2 separate regions of the Mus musculus genome follow, and region 1 is linked to region 2. The links are chromatin contacts, called in public HiChIP or PLAC-seq maps. All regions are on one chromosome and are shown on one strand. Each heading gives the region's core, a stretch centred on a gene start, on an enhancer-like site or on the middle of the called end of the contact. The rest is flanking DNA. Distances are from core to core; before and after follow the strand shown.

The links. HiChIP or PLAC-seq counts read pairs in DNA pulled down with a chosen protein or histone mark.
Region 1: an H3K27ac HiChIP or PLAC-seq map of embryonic stem cells shows a contact between it and region 2, with 5 read pairs. The contact joins two enhancer-like sites. A contact is called at or near these places in 2 of 39 promoter capture datasets (cranial neural crest and embryonic stem cells), 1 of 484 Hi-C or Micro-C datasets (nephron progenitors), 3 of 115 datasets of contacts at active chromatin or transcription factors (all in embryonic stem cells) and 2 of 9 other capture datasets (macrophages and pancreatic islet).

Annotation. Positions count from the first base shown.
Region 1 is chr17:79,335,228-79,340,974 of GRCm38.p6, forward strand. Cdc42ep3 (CDC42 effector protein (Rho GTPase binding) 3) reads right to left here. Exons shown (of 2, transcript NM_026514.3): 2 at 1-489. The coding sequence starts at 262. Among named protein-coding and RNA genes, the nearest start is that of Gm17315, 17 kb to the right of the region's middle. Within about 2 kb of position 2,329, at least 17 of the 459 cell types and tissues checked have an H3K27ac peak or open chromatin away from gene starts, as enhancers often do. A contact at or near this core is called in embryonic stem cells, where this site is marked.
Region 2 is chr17:79,058,159-79,063,736 of GRCm38.p6, forward strand. The region is part of intron 1 of Qpct (glutaminyl-peptide cyclotransferase (glutaminyl cyclase)); the gene reads left to right. Among named protein-coding and RNA genes, the nearest start is that of Qpct, 9.0 kb to the left of the region's middle. Within about 2 kb of position 2,308, at least 2 of the 459 cell types and tissues checked have an H3K27ac peak or open chromatin away from gene starts, as enhancers often do. A contact at or near this core is called in embryonic stem cells, where this site is marked.

The sequences.
Region 1 (5,747 bases), core at 1,079-3,578, 280 kb after region 2:
TGGCCCGGAAGAAGTCGTTATGCCCCGGGAACTGGCCAGAGTGTGCCTTCTCTTGGTTTCCCGGCAAGAGCTCATAATTCCCTTGAAGAAAGGAAATATCCCCAAAGACGTCATGCTGGCCCTCTTTGCCGATGTGTATAGTGTGACGAAAGTCCCCCAGGGGAGGACTGATCATATCAGGGGACAGAATGTCCCTCAGTTTAAATTTCTTTCCCTTCTTGTTGTTAGCCGCTTTCAGGTAAATTGGGGTCTTGGCAGGCATTTTGGAATTTGAGAATGTCTATTTCACAGACCAGGGAAAGAGTGACCTTCTGCACGGGTATCCTACACTTCCAAAACGTCCTTTTTCATAAGAATTGTCACATCATTTCTTCTCAAGTGGCTCTAAAAACGAGACAGGGTCTTGGAGATCTTGCTCAGCGCAGGGCCACGCGGGTCTTTCCGGAGAGCCAGTTACATTATCGAGTCCCTTCCACAGCTCAGAGAAACCTGGAAAAGACACCAGAGCAGGTTGTCATCTCCCAGCCTCCAGGGCCCACTCAGGCCTGCCACTCCCCAGAATATTACTCCCTCCCGTGCCTGGAGATAAAGGCAAGGCCAGCTCCCACGGAAAGCCCAACTTACTTCCTTCTACTAACTGTGTTAAGAACTCTAATCTCTGCAGGGATTCACTAATAAATCCTTAGTTCTTAGTTCAGGGGAAAACAGAAAAAGGGGTACTTAGCCCCTAAGCTAAATCATCCCTACTTTTTAAACATAGCTACAGGGGCTGGAGAGATGGCTCAGTGGTTAGGAGCACTGGCTGCTCTTCCAGGGGTCCTGAGTTCAATTCCCAGCAAGCACAAGGTGGCTCACAACCATCTGTAATGGGATCTGATGCCCTCTTCTGGCATGTCTGAAGACAGAGACAGTGTGCTCACATACATAAAAATAAATAAGTAAATAAATAATCTTTTAAAAACATAGCTACGGACATGGTTTTCTGAACACATCTGAGATCTTCATTTCCCTCTCTTCTCAAAACTGATGTCAAGGGACTAGAGACATACTCAGTGGTTAGAAGACTTCGCTGTTCTTATAGGGAACCTGGGTTAAGTTCCCAGCACCCATATGGGGGCTTACAACCACTTGCACCTTCAGGGGATCCGATGGCTCTCTGACCTCCATGGGTAGTAGCCATGTGTGTAATACACATACATATGTGCAGGCACTCACACATACACATACAACTTAAAAAACTTGCAAGCAGCATAGGACCAACTGGGTCTGTTTTAAAATTATATTCTTTGCTTTGAATGCACATTAACAACACTGACAGTGATTTATTGAGATCTGCATACAAACAAAATTAAATGACTATCCCTAAAGAAGAAGGCTGGACATTATCATTTAATAAGTGATACGCCTCATTAGAAAGCATTCTTACTGATGGGGAGATAAGACTAAGGATGGGGTACCAACACTCTGGAAGAACAGAGAAGAGCTACAGCTGGAAGCAAGCTGTGGTGCGGAAAATACTGAGCCTTCCTTCCACCCAGGACTCCAGAGGATACTGGGATTCTGGGAAGAAAGAAGAACTGCTCCACTTCAAGACATACCGAGAGCATCTATATAACAAGTTGGGCTGCCCCTGAGGATCTTTTGGAACATCACTGATAGGCGCATGCCCTGTCTCTGTGGGAGCTGAGGGGGTTCTAAAGTAAGCCTTCCTGCCTCCCTGGTGTTCATGCCTTTGCAGATCCAACTGTGACTTGCTTCTACCCAAGGAAATAAGGCAGCAGTCACTCCCTGGTTAGGTTACAGAAGCCCCCATCTGAGCTGAAGAGAAGGAGGGTAAGAAAGGGAGAGTAAAGGAAGGGCGGGGAGATGGAGAGGGGGCTAAAAAAGGCTCCGTGTAGAGGTGCTCCCGCATGCTTATGTACCTGACCAAGCTTCCTTGCTGGCGTTGAAGTAGAAATTGATTTACCCCACCTAGTCTCTGATGACACACACAGTTCCGGTCCAAACCTTGGTCAGATCCCAGTGAGGCCCAGGCTCTAAGCCGTGGCCAGATACCCACAGAAACCGTGACTTAGGAAGTGGCTATCGATGCAGGTCCCATGTTAAAACAAAAGCACCTTCCCTGTGGATAGTGTCTGTCGCGGGCATAAGTGAGGAGCTCTGAGGAAGGTGCTCCAGGAGGGGTGAGTGTCAGTGCCTCCCTTGCCGATGAAAACCTTAACCTTCTGAAAATCCCCCATCATCCCACCAACCCAAGCGCTGACACAGAGAAGCAAAATTCCCATGACTCTCCTGAAATCTCTCACCCTGCTTCCCCTCCCCCTCCCAGTCCTCTGGCCCCAGGACTGACAATACTCCTAGGACTGGGTCAGACAGTGGCTTGAAGACAGTCCCAATTGCTTGGCAGCAGCTGGAGGCCCTCTCCATCTGTTCCATATTTCTTTCCTTTCAGCAGGTGTTTTAAACTCGCTCATCAGTGACAGGTGACAAGGGTTGTGCTGTATGTTCCACCCACTGGCAAAGCCCAATGTGGGGGAGGCATGCTGTCCAGCCAGCCAGGCCCGAGAAGGCAGAGAAGGCCTGGAAATGGGAGACAGGCAGCCCCGCTTGGCTTTGTGTGTGAGGAGGAGGCCTGAGACAACAGGTTTGCTCCAATAGGACCTCAGGTCCTAATGTTCTTCTTTAGCTTTGATTTGGGTCTTGTCTCATTAACAAAAGGTAAGACTTTATTACATAGAGGGAGTGGTAGTGAATGCCTGCAAAATCAGCATAGAAGAGTTGGAGACAGGAGGATTCTTATTACAAGAGCACCCTCTGCTAGTTCAAGGCCATTCTCACAAAAAACAATCACAACAAGTTGAAACCTTGGTAGACCTAAGAAAACACCAGTTTCTTTGCCATACAGGTACACAACACATAGCCCCAACCTAGGACCCCAGTGACACTTTCCTGCCCCAGGAGATGATAGGCAAGCCCTGGGAAGAACCATTCCCTGGGGCAGATTATCAGCAGGGCTAGGATGGCAGCTGCCTTGGAAAAGATTCAAGGCTTGCCAATGAGACCTGCCTGAAGCCTGCTGGGATATGTAAGGCCAAGACGTACCCAGGGCAGGGCATTCCAATGCCGGAGTGTAGTTCTCCGTCTCAGGCAGGGCCACTCACATCTGTTGTGTACGTGAATGAGAATGGGAGGGGGGGTTATGGGATGAGGAAAGAGAAGACACACTTACTCCTATCTGAGGGAGGAATGTTCAGTCCCAAGGCTTCCTGGCTGGGCCTCTTAGAGCAGCCCCTGCCTGGCTACAGAACTGTGGGCTTTTAGGCGGAGGTTCCCTTGGTTTAGTAAAGGCTGGGGTTTATATTGGTGGCACTAAGACAGAGACCAGAGATAAGAGGGAAAAAGACAAGGGTAGTGTGGAAACCTCCCAGAGCTAAAGGCTGGTAAATCAAAAGGGATGCTGGGTGGGGGCTGGTAGCCCGACAGTCCCAGAGATAAGGTGGTAGAGTAAAACTATATGCTACAGAGGGGACTATGAGAAATCTACAGAAGCAGCAGAGAGTAAGATGACCAACACAATGTGCCAGGACTAACAGCTGCCAAAGGCAATGGGAGGCTGGTTTGATTTTTAAGAGGGGAGATTACTGGGCAAAAACATCAGCTTTCCCATTTAAAGAAGTTGGCATATACAGTGCTGGTCAGCACCCAGTAATTCCGACCCAGTCTTCTCTCCTGTCCTCTCCCAGGATCTGTGAAAATTCCAAGCCTTGCTTATCTGCTAGCAGGTCTATTGTTCCTTCTCAGGTTCTTGGCTCTTTGGATCGATTATAGACAGCTAAAGTCTTCCTTCCCTAGTAAGAAGTGGCGGGTCCTGGAAAAGGTGTGTCCCTAGCAGCTGGAATCTAATATGACAGTATTCTGTGAGAGCTTTTCTGCACTCATTCCCACAATGCTCTCTCACTCACAAGAAACCAAGAGGCTCCTGTTAGAATGCTAAATGTCCCCATTTACAAACAGACACTACTGTGGCACAGACATTGAGTCAGCCTGAAAAGACCACATATTAGACCCAAGAATGACACATTCAACCAGTAGGCTAGCTTCCCCGTCTGAGGTGGTAAGCCATTTAGAGAGCACAGTCTCTGGGAATGTAGTTAGCTCCCAAGTTACCAAGGGGATGCATTCCAGAGCCTGTTAGAGATACAAATGCACACAGAGGAAGGAAAAGAGGCTTCTACATACATGACAGGAGGAGTGTGAACAGCAGCTTCTACATACATGGCAGGAGGAGTGTGAACAGCAGCTTCTGCATACATGGCAGGAGGAGTGTGAACAGCAGCTTCCGCGTAGGGCAGCTGGGTGGTATCTTTTCCTACTAGGGAGTCATGTGCCCCTGGCCCCAGAGTCTCCATATAGGGTCATAGCCCACTTAAAGATATGGGAGACACTGTCTACAGGTATCCAACCAAACATTTGTAATAGCCAAGAGTTGGAGACAGCCTACCTTCAGGAGACTTGTACAGATGGTACAGCCACCCTAATTAGTAGTATTTACATGTAAGGAAGAATGAATCGTTTAATACAGCCACAGGGAAAGAGCCCGGCAATGCACATGTTCAAAGGAAGAAAAGGTAGGTGCAGAAGTGAAGTGTGTAAGTCTAACTGTGTAGGCTTGTATGTATATCTATACAATGTATCAATAGATACAGAAGAAACTAACAATGGTGACTGTCATCAGACAGCCAACATGAATGGGAAGGGACAAAGGTGAAAAGGAGACAGCCGTGCTCATCCTTTGAGAGGTCAGCGCTCTGAACTACTGAATCAACTGGCTAGCTGAATAATAAAAATATAACAAGTAAATGTGCATCGCTTACACACTGTATTAGAGAGCCAGTTTTGCACAAGGTACTTAGGTCTGGCAAAATCCAGGTGTCACATGACGAGCGTTTATTGCGTTTATTCCTGTGCTTCAGTCAGGACTCCACCGCCAGCATAGACTCAGGGACATCCAGGCACACAGGGTGCTGGTCACTGACACCAGGCTACCCTTCCACATCTTCACCCATTTCCTGGGATAATGAGCTCTCTGTTCAAGCTCCAGTGTGTCTTACGCACTTTAGCACCTGTGCATGTTCACTACTATCCTCGATCTTTTAAAGACAGAAAGGAAGGTTTCTATGCACAGACCTTTCTCAGAAACACATCCCTTGATCCTGAAATCTGAAGTCTTCATGAGTGCAGACTGTGGTTTCCTTCCCATGATAGAGATGAAGAGGAGAGCCGTTCATACTCATCTGGGAAGTTATATTCCTCAGACAGCAAGCACTCAAGTTATGAGCACTGGTGAGGGAGGCTCTGCCAACAGAAGGACTGAGCTCCCAGGCAGCCATTAGGCATCCTCTTCCAAGGAGACAGGCTACCCATGCTCTTACTTACAGGTACCTGTGAGAAACCCAAGATGTCAAAACTCAGAGTAAGACCTTAGGGGGTGCTAAAGCCACACCTCTGATGGGGAGGGCAGATGGCTGGGTTGTCACTACTGTATCAATCTAGAAATTCTATTTACTGGTGATTACCTTAAGCATATAAGCAGATGATTAAAAACAAAAACACAAAGCAATAACATCTTAATTATGGGGAAAACTGAGCCATTTCTTCGCTAGTGATTTCTGGTGGCGTAGGGATGAGAGGATTTCTTAACTAAGGTTTTGACTTCCATCCTGCTGGGGTCACGGGTATATATCACT
Region 2 (5,578 bases), core at 1,058-3,557:
CATCGATAAAATAGTTGTGTAAGAGAGAATAGTAATTCATTTATTTATGCAGTGTGGGTAGAAGGAGGAATATGAAAGGGTATCTTGCTGGAGTCAGTTCCTTCCTACAATAGAGAATCTGGGGATTGGACTCGGGCTTCAACAGTGAATACCTTTAACCACAGAGACACATCGTGCCCCTGAAACAGATTCTGACATGAAAGTTTACATCTGTCATCATTACTGCCCTGGGCCAAGCCAAGGAGCTGTCAGTTGTCTGAAGCATTGTGCAGAAGTTTAAAAGAAGCAAAGCTGACAAGCACGGAACTAGGATGTCCCCTTGCAACAGGCAGCCACCTGGAACCAGGCCATGTCTTGTCCCCTTGTGCCAGGCAGCCACATGTCTCTTCTGGCTTTTATGCCTGTCTATGAATTCAGCTAGTTTAGTATTTACGAAGACAGAGGTGTGACTCTTACGCCTTTATTATATAAACACGTTTATAGCTGCAGAAGTTTTAGAAAAATACTTAGTTTGTCTCTCCATTACTTGAAATTACCCAGTAGTTACCAGGTGCTCAATGTGAGCCACACCCCTGCGACTCTGGAGAGAGGCAGGAAACTGGGAGAGGGTTCTAGCTTTCCTGGAGCTCCTGACTTATGTGAAATACAGATATGAAACACGACACCCGAGAACAGTCTTCAGGCAGGAGCATGAAGAAGACAGGCATTTTGAAGGTGAAGAGACACGGAAACAGTTTGAAGGGCAGACTGCATTGCTGAGGTGCCGAGACCCTAAGGAGTAGATCTCAAAGTGGCTGGGTGCTAGGGTGACCAAAGTGGGATGAATGGGAGCCTGCAGCTCATGCTGGGGCTTGCAAGGCAGTGGGAGAGACACACAGGCATTTGTTGGGAAGGAACAACCATGCAGATCCCCCTTTCTGCCCCCATTTACTTTGGCTCACACTTCACACTTTTTTCCCCTTTAGATTCAGCTTTCTTGTTCAAATGCTGTTTAATTCTAACACGAGGACTTAGACATTGGAGGCACTAAGGAATTTAAAGGCTTCAGTAGAAGTTTGTTTAGAAAATATATCTATCTGTTGCATAGGGCTACATAAGGCCATTTCCATGCAAGTGTGTAATATACTTTAAGCATAGTCTACCTCCGGTGCTCTGCAAGTGTTCCTCCCAGACACACTCAGAGACCCCTTTGCTCCTCCTTCCTCCCCCCTCCCCCTGTTTGGTTTCCACTCTCATGGCATGTCATCTTATGAGTTTATGTCTATGGTTTCTAGTCAAATCTGTTTTTCCCCAGGGAACGACATTTGAAAGAAATATACTTCTTAATGTGTGTCTGTGTGTGTGTGTGTGTGTGTGTGTGTGTGTGTCTGTGTGTGTGTATGTATGTATGTATGTATGTGTGTGTGTGTGTGTGTGTGTGTGTACCATTGCACCTATGTGGAGCTCAGAGGACAACATGCAGGAGATGGTTTTCTCCTTCCACCATGTGGGTTCAAGGGATTGAACTTAGGTTCCCAAGACTTGACAGTAGCTGTCTGTACCCATTGTGTCATCTCCCTGTCCCCTAGAAATATGCTTTAAAGTGTATTATTCCCAAGAACAAAACCAAAACCTTAATACATTCAGTTACGGTATCAATATTCAAGAGTAAAGCAGAAGTGAGGAAATGAAGCAGAACACTGAATGCTGGGTTAGAAATCCTCCTGCCGGGATTTACTTTACGTATTTACCTTTAACTCTCTACCGTTGGTTTTTACAGACCTCAGTTCCCATTGGTGGAGGTCAGGGGGTTGGACTAGTTATCTCTAAGTGACATATCCAGGTCTCACATTCTATACTAGTTTACTGTACGATGGGGGAAATTAGCACCCTGGGTATTTACTAGGCAATCTGTATGCTTTGGCTCGTTTAGTCCTAAGTACCTTCGGGTGCAGGTACTATCACCTCCATTTTTCAGACAAGGAAATGGAGCCTTGATAAGGTTAAGTAACATAGCCAGAGTTACTGCTAGTGGTGGGTGCTAAGTTGAAAGGCTGTATCTGATCCAATAGCCTGTGCTCTTTGCATGATAAACACTGGAGAGAAACACTGCGTTATTTCAAAGTCTAGAGGGATCTAAGCAACGAGGCAGCAGCAGTCAGTATTTCTACAGTGTTTCATTAGCCGTGTGGGTGGTTCATGTGGAGTGAATTACCTGCATGATTATTTAATGTATCCAGTAAACACTAATCCTGGAAGGAACTGCAGGATGGGCGGAGTCTCCCAATTTCTGTTTTGCATTCCAAAGAATGTCCCTACCACCGTTCTCCTCATTCTCCTTAGGGAAGAACTGGTTTGAGCAACCATTCATTTCCCTTTGAGCAGAAGTGCCACAATCCCTAGGAGTGTCTGATGAACTTGTAATGAATGGCTGATTCATCATTTTGGGTGTCCTAAGACAAGTTCAGCATGTGTAAGGTCATATTCAGGATACACATTTGAACATTAGGTCTACTGAGCTTTTAAAGTTTTATTTTAATATGTAAATGTACTAAAGAGTATTAAAACCTTAATAGACTATAAGATAATTAGGTTGATGATGGAAAAGAGTTCCTATTTAGCCAGCTTTACAATTGTCAGACTCACATTGAGAGGGGCATCATTCATCCCGGGTACACACTGATAGAAATTGAGGGCCAGGAAGAAGGCTCAGTGCGTAAAAGTGCTTGCTGTGCAAACATGAGGACATGAGTTTGAACCCTCAGAATCCATGCAAGAGCCAGGCAGAGTGTGAGAGATGAGAGATTGAGACAGGAAAAGCCCCAAAGTGTGTAGGCATCGAGCCTGGTATCATTTTGTTTTTAAGGCCTGTTTTTATTTTATATTATGTATATCCTCCTTAGGCTTACTATGGCTGGGATGAAACATCATGACCAAAGCAGCTTGGGGAGGGAGGAAAGGGTTTATTTAAGCTTATACTTTCAGGTGACAGTCCATCACTGAGGGATAGTCAGGGCAGGAACTTAAACATGGCAGGAGCTGATGCAGAGGCCTTGGAGGGATGCTGCTTACTGGCTCGCTCCTTGTGGCTTGCTCAGCCTGCTTTCTTATAGAACCTAGAACCACCAGCAAAAGGATGGCACCACCTATAATAGGCTGGGCCCTTCCCCAGCAATCCCTAATTACAAAAATGTCCTGCAGGCTTGCCTACAGCCTGATCTTGTGGAGGCATTTTCCCAGTTGGGGGGGTTCCTCCTCTCAGATAACTCTAGCTTGTGTCAAGTTGACATAAAATCAGCCAGCACCCCAGCACTTGGGAGGCAGAGGCAGGTAGATTTCTGAGTTCGAGGCCAGCCTGGTCTACAGAGTGAGTTCCAGGACAGCCAGGGCTACACAGAGAAACCCTGTCTCGAAAAACAAACAACAACAACAACAACAACAAAATCAGCCAGCACAATGTATGTGTGTGCATTCTGTCTGCATGTATGCCTGTACCATTAGTGTGCCTGATACATACAGAAACCAGAAGAAGGCATTGGGTCCTGCCAGAACTGAAGGTTTAGACGCTTATAAGCCACCATATAGGTGCTGGGAATTAAAACCTTGTCTTCTATAAGAGCAGCCAGTGCTCTTCTCTTCAGCCCCAAGAATGAAATTTAAAATATTCTAGTATCTACATTAAGAGGTTAAGGTTGGAATTAATTTTAACAAATATTTCACTTATAGCATAGTAAAAACTGTTTCATCACATACCCAGAGAAATATAAATGACATAATTCTATTTTTATAAAAAGGTCTTTAAAAGTGATGTATTTTCCAGATGTGGTGGTACACGCTTTTAATCCCAGAGCTTGGTAGATGGAGGCCAGCCTGGTCTACATAATGCACTCCAGATCAGCCAAGGACACACAGTGAGACATTGTCTCAAAAAACAAAAACAAAAACAAAAACAAAAACAAATCCAAACGCCCCAAACCTGGTGTATACATTGCACTTGAAGCACACCTCGATTTTCTACTTTTCAAGTCTTAATAGTCACAAATGGCTCGTAGTCTCCTGTACTGGACAGTGCAGATCTAGAACAACTAGAGAACTGGCTGACGTCATGGCGTCTGCACATGGCAGCTGGAGGTCTTGCTTAGGCCTCCCTGCCTTGCCGTTCTGAAGTGCCTCTCTGCCTGTTATAAAACAGCTCTACTGACAGTGTGTTTCTTTGCTGTCTTCAGCTTTTTAAATATTACATTTTCTTCAGATAATAATCTCAAAATTGTTATGTTGTTGTTGTTATGTTGTTGTTTTGACATAGGGTTCTATTGCGGTAAATCTCCAACCCAATTATGCCTGGCAATGAAAACAAAACTCAATTAATATGATTACATGCTGTGAGCCTAGATTGGGCAGATCTACTGCTACACTACCATCTTCCACATGAGACCCCGTAGAACTTGCGGTTTCTCCAGGCCATGTGCTTCTGCTCTGCTTTTCTTCTTCTTCTTCTTCTTCTTCTTCTTCTTCTTCTTCTTCTTCTTCTTCTTCTTCTTCTTCTTCTTCTTCTTCTTCTTCTTCTTCTTCTTCCTCTTCCTCTTCCTCTTCCTCTTCCTCTTCCTCTTCCTCTTCCTCTTCCTCTTCCTCTTCCTCTTCCTCTTCCTCTTCCTCTTCCTCTTCCTCTTCCTCTTCCTCTTCCTCTTCCTCTTCCTCTTCCTCTTCCTCTTCCTCTTCCTCTTCCTCTTCCTCTTCCTCTTCCTCTTCCTCTTCCTCTTCCTCCTCCTCCTCCTCCTCCTCCTCCTCCTCCTCCTCCTCCTCCTCCTCCTCCTCCTCCTCCTCCTCTGCATCCTCTCCCTCTTCCATTTTCTCCTTCTCTCCCTCCCCTCACCTTTTGCTCCACCTTCCCATCATCAGCTCTTCTTTATTTTACAAATTAAGGTGGGAAGCAGGTTTACAGGAAATCACCTGAGTGCTGACTCATTCCTGGTTGGAAGACACTCCCAGGAGAATGGACTTAACATCAAATATAATTAGCTCCAGGGCTCTCCACAACAGGGTTCCTCTGTGTAGTCCAGGCTGGCGCTGAACTTGTAATTTTCATGCCTCTGCCTCCTCAGTGTTGGTACTCTGTATAGTTGTTATTAATTTTTTAAATTACGTGTGTGTGTGTGTGTGTGTGTGTGTGTGTGTGTGTGTGTGTATACCTTGGTGTATGTGTGGAGGACAATTTGCTAGAGTCAGTTCTCTTCTTACACCATGTAGGTCCCAGAGATAGAACTCAGCTCTTCAAACTTGTTGGCAAGTGCTCATCCACTGAGCCATTTCACCAGCCCAGAACTGTTATTTTTAAACCTCAGTTTTACAAAACAATTATTCAGAAAATTTATCTGAAGTTACACCAGTTGTGTGACTTACCATGAAAGCATACTTTCAATTTTGTTTTTCAAACAAGCTGCCAAAATCTAGACATTTCAAGGGGACAATTTTATAGTTGAGCCCTTTACCTCATATGACATAAACCTTCTCCTTTATTTTGAAGTTTTTTTTTTTGTTTTTTTTTTTGTTGTTGTTTTTTTTGAGACAGGATTTCTCTGTATAGCCCTGGCTGTCCTGG